2 separate regions of the Gossypium hirsutum genome follow, and region 1 is linked to region 2. The links are chromatin contacts, called in public Hi-C maps. All regions are on one chromosome and are shown on one strand. Each heading gives the region's core, a stretch centred on a gene start, on an enhancer-like site or on the middle of the called end of the contact. The rest is flanking DNA. Distances are from core to core; before and after follow the strand shown. Region 1 holds the start of LOC107914195 (zinc finger protein 830). Region 2 holds the start of LOC107914189.

Region 1 (2,726 bases), core at 38-2,537, 320 kb before region 2:
TTTAAGTATTATATAGCAACCAAAACTTTAGAAGATGAAAATCAAAACCACCATGAACACTCTATATATACAACAATGAGGCAGATTTAAAGAAATTATACCAAAAGAAATACCAATTCAAATTATGTTTTCATCCGTTCACATTGTACACTTAATAGACAATGACAAGTATAGACTTTATACAAGCCTCCAAAAACTTAGAAGCAACATCCTCAAGAAAAAAAAAGATCTAATTTTGGAACATAACCATGAAAATAATCATAACATTTAAGAGTCATTCCAAGAAGCAAGAAGAAATCCAATGCAAGCGTGACAAAATTTTCCCCACAGAGAATTACCCCTTACCCCAAGTTCCAGAAGGATACATCTCGGACCAATCCTTTAGAAAACAGACATTGAAAAGCAAAAAGTATATATTACAAGAAAAAAACAAAATAGAAAAGCATTGCCAGAACATAATATTTTCATTTCATGGCTAAAGTATATTGTAATGAAGTGATAAATTTACCTGATAAGGGGAGAATCTATGCGCTTCTCTTTCTTTTGTGCATTCAATTTGGCGCGAAACAACGCCTTGTTCCTCCCTTGGGCATCCATTTCCTCTTTACAACCTTAACAATCAATAAAACAAATTCTTCTAAAAAATCGCAAATAATTGCTTCTTGAGTAAATAAATTTGTATAATCAGCGTTATAAAAGGCATAGATTATAACAAATTCACAACAATGGAGAGAAAGCAAGAAATAGAAAGGCTAAATTACAAGGTTAAAATTAATGCTTTAATAACCCACCGATACACTGCCCTATTAAATTTCCAAAAAGTATTCATAAAATTAAAGAGAAAACAGAGAGACGGGGACAAATCAGAAAAATGTAGAAAAGGAAAATATAAGACCAAATAATAAAAAGAAATAAACAAGTAAATTCAGAAAGACAACTGAAAATTTAATATATACATATATATATAGATAATACAATGAAGTAACAGTACCTGGCCTCTTGAATAGTTGGAAATTGGATTATACGGAAGACGAAGACGCAAGTTACGCGTGAAAGAAAAAGGAAGAAGAAGAAGAAGAGATCGCAAATCGAGAGAGAAGAAAAAGCTGCAGTTTCCTTTTCCCGGTAGAAAGCCAAAAAGAAAGGGAGAAAAATGTCGTAACCTAATGTAGAGACACCAATGTCCTCTATAGTCGAAACTGGAACATACCGACCAGGGACGGGTTGAACCGGAAACAAGCAAGTATATTGGTTCGAATAGAGTCATCAAATTGATTTTTGAGGGGTAACCAAATTATTGATTTTATTCTATTTTTATCATTTAATTATTAATTTTTTATTTAATAAATTAAATATATTTGTCATTATTATATAAGTGATGAGAGATTGATGTGGGTTTTTTATTAGTCTAATAATAGAATTAATCCTATAATTTTACATATTTTTAATTTAATTTTAAATATAATAAATTTAATAAATTTAATTTTTAATATTCACAAAATGCGTAATTTTAGTTTAAATTCTACCAAATTCAATAAATTCAACTCTCAAGACAAATCTTGAATTTTAAAAAATTTGTAAATTTTGTAAATTTAACCCTTTGAAGGAAAAAAAATCCCAATTTGATAAAGTTTTTTTTTGTATATCTAATAATAAATTTAACACTTTAATATTTATTTTAAATATAAAAATTTTCAAACTCCAGCTCCAGCAGCAGCCCCAACAGCATCTCCGGCCCCTCACCACTAGCACTGCCCTCAGCTCCCCTTGCTAAAACTAGCAGTTCATCTCATCCTTCCCTCAAATGTCCTATTTCTGTTCTGCCATTTTCTTTTTCTTCTTTTTATAGTGAAGAAAGTAGGTTGCAGATTTGAGCCTAATTATCACAAGCTTTCAAGTACCAAGTATTGATAACGCCATTCGTTAGCAAAAACCATGTCCCTGGAGGCGGCCATTCAAGCACCAGGAATTCATGCCCATGCCCCTGGAGTCGGCCATTTTCTTTTGTTCCCATTTTTTTCTAACTTCAATTGTAACAGTATAATGAACCCAAAAAAATTGTGGTAGATAGATTAAAATGGTGGTTTATTAAAATAAAAAAATGTTTATAAAGTAATTACATTTTTATTGAAAAATTAATCTTATAAGTCCAAATTACCTTATTTTATGTAAAGTTAGGATGGGACAAAATGTCAACATATTTCGAGTCAAACCGAACTTAGGTAAAGACAATTTTTAAAAGTCTCTTATTTGGGCTCAGCTCAAATTTGTCTCAACTCGACCCATAAACAACTTTAATATTGAGAGCTAAACTTATTAATTTTTTTTAAATTTGAACTAAGATGACATATTTTGTGAACATTGAAGTTAAATTTATTAAATTTTTTATTTAAGATCAAATTAATAAAATAAGTAAATATTAAAGAGTTAAATTTATTATTAGACTGATAAAAAAAACTCACATCAACACTTCTATCAAATCTCAAACAATAACTAAAAAATTCAATTTCAAATAGTTCTGGAATTTACTCTTAAAATAATTAATAACTATTACATAAAAAAAATTTTGACATAATATGTTTAAGTTATTTTTACAATTTTAAATACAAATTATTTATTTTTATATCATAAAAATTTAAAAATAATTATAAATTAAATAATTAGGTAAGTAGTGAGTAATTGAGATGAATCCATCATAATTAAAGACCCTGGGGGACTGAATTCCG
Region 2 (2,700 bases), core at 22-2,521:
AAGGAGAAGAGGACTTGTTGAGGATGACTGCCAAACCCTTATAGCTAGCGGAATCGCTGCAGCAATGATGAAGTGAAAGACTGATAATTCTCATCTTCCGGGAAGACCACTACATCATTAGCTCTGTCCCTTTCCGTCGCATTTAACCGGAAAACCTGAAAAGCCTCTTTCTGCGATCTACCGCTAAGTTCACTACGGATTGGAGAGCTTCCTAGAAACACATCATCATTATTCTCGTTACTTTTTTATGGATAACCGGTTGGAAAGAAACGTCACCACAAGAATTTTCCAACACCACCAGTTTTCAGGCAGGGTTTTTTATAAAGCATCCCTAAACTTAACAATTTTTACCAACTTAGTCCCTTTTTTCAGTCCATTTTTATTTTGTAATTTGACAAAAACAAAATTAAAAATATATAATATTAGTACCTGAACTTATCCAGATTGGTACCTATTATTTTTTTTTGTTCTAGATTAGTATCAATTTTTTTTCCTGTCCACTAGTTTGGTACGTGACGTGACCTACATTATTTAAACAAATATTTTTTTTAAAAACTTTTTTTTTTACTTTTCTCCCCCAATTTTTTGTTGTGTTTCTTCTTATCCTACATCTTTCTTCTTCTTCCTTCAACCCAAGTTACTACCTTGGTCGCCATTGCCGGTTAGCTTCCTTTTCCATCTAAAAATGGTACTGGAGTATAGCTCTCCGTTCACTCACCACCAATGATTTATAGAGAAAGGGGAGTGTACTTGAGTCTTAACCTTATTTTGCTATAATTTTCTACTTTTGTGGTTTGGAAAAATTCCAGGAAAAATAGAAAGGGAATGGTGGCCATGGCTTTGCAGTGATTTAAAACAATTGCATTGAAGTGTACCTGAGTCTAATTTCGTAAACTGCAAAAATCCCAAACAAGATTTAAGAAAAAACAAAAACCAAAAAAAAAATATAGAGAAAGGGGAGACCAAAGATCCTTACAATCCCAAATAGCTGATTCGAAAAGTGATGTTGCCATCAGCAAAAAGAAAGGGCTGTATTAACATTCGGAGAGTTTACGGCCACGGAAGAGACGATCCCGATGAGCCAAAACGACGTAGTATTCAAAAAAAAAAAGGAAAGCAAGGAAGAATACTACTATGAAAGAAGGTAGTAAAGGAAATGATAAGATTTGTAACGTTCAAGAGGGCGCTTAAATAGCAGTAATAAAATTTTGAGGAAAAAGTTCCCACAGTCGTTAGAACCACTCTCTGTTTTGCAAAACATCGCCAATCAACTGTCAAATTCATTTGTTAACCCAAAAAGAATTACAAAATATTAGATACTAGCTGAAAATGCTTCAATACGAATTAATGTCTCACTAAAGCAAATTGTTAATGTAAAAGAAAGTAATCAACGCCTGAAGCATGAGAATTAGTTAGTTCCAAATATAAAAATCCTCGTAAAAGGAAAGAAGTAAATATTTAAAATGATCATATTATGGGCAAGTGCCCAAAAAGAGGCTAAAGATATAACTAATCAAAAAATCCAATAACTAATCAAAAAACCCAAAAGGAGATTTAAGTACCTAAAAATGGTGATAACGAAGAGAACTCGATAAGTGATGTTACTTCAGTAAAAAGATAGAATCGGAAAAATATAGTTATTGACAATAATTTTGCTTATAATGTTGTTATTTAAATAGAAAAAGAAAATGCATATCCTGAACTTAAATCTATTGAGGAATGTAGAAATGGAAAAGATTAGTCAAAATGGAAAGATAAAATTCAAGCAGAATTGAATTTACTTTCTAAATGTGATATTTTTGGACTTGTATTTCAAACACCTAACGATGTAAAGCCAATAGGATATAAATGGGTATTTGTGTGAAAAAAAAATGAGAAAAATGAAGTTATAAGATATAAAGAACGACTTGTAGCACAAGGATTTTTGCAAATGGCCGACATTGATTACAATAAGATATATTATCCTATGGTGGATGTAATCATGTTTAGATATTTTATTAGTCTGGTAACACGTGAAAAACTTGACATGCGTCTAATGGATGTTATTACAGTCTATTTGTATGGTACACTTGATAGTAAAATTTATATGAAAATCCTTGAAGAATTTAAAATCCCTGAAGGATTTAAAATCCCTGAAGGATATAGAGTTTCTTGGGAAAATTGATGGATCAGATTAAAGAAAAATTTATATGGATTAAAACAATTTAGACGTATGTGGTACAATCGTCTTAGTGAATATTTGTTAAAATAATATTATAAAAACTATTCAATTTGTCCATGATTCTTCATAAAAAGGTTTGGATCATATTTTATGATAATTTCTGTTTATGTTGATGATCTAAATATTATTGGAAGTTCTGAAGAGTTTCAAAATGCAGTAAATTGTTTAAAGAAAGAATTTGAGATAAAATATCTTGAAAAAACAAAGTTTTTTCTTAACCTGCAGATTGAACATTTAAAAGATGGAATCCATGTCCATCAGTCAACTTATACAGAAAAGATCTTAAAGAAATTTACATGGATAAAACACATCCATTGAGTACCCCAGTGGTTTTTTTTATCGTTAGATATGAATAAAGATAAAATTCATCCTTGCAAGAATGATGAAGAATTTCTTGATCTTGAAATACCATATCTAAGCGTCATAGAAGCATTGATGTATCTTGCAAACAACACAAGACTTGATATAACTTTCGTTGT

Evidence for each region. Hi-C and Micro-C count contacts between places; a contact is called where the count stands out from the background.
Region 1: a Hi-C map of leaf shows a contact between it and region 2, with 1.9 times the contacts expected there. The contact joins the promoter of LOC107914195 here to the promoter of LOC107914189 in region 2. A contact is called at or near these places in 3 of 34 Hi-C or Micro-C datasets (all in leaf).

Annotation. Positions count from the first base shown.
Region 1 is chrD10:10,387,846-10,390,571 of Gossypium_hirsutum_v2.1, reverse strand. LOC107914195 (zinc finger protein 830) reads right to left here and starts at 1,287. Exons shown (of 9, transcript XM_016843007.2): 1 at 992-1,287; 2 at 509-611. The coding sequence starts at 597.
Region 2 is chrD10:10,069,006-10,071,705 of Gossypium_hirsutum_v2.1, reverse strand. It overlaps LOC107914189, which reads right to left and starts at 1,271. Exons shown (of 12, transcript XM_041103083.1): 1 at 977-1,271; 2 at 876-894; 3 at 1-211. The coding sequence starts at 94.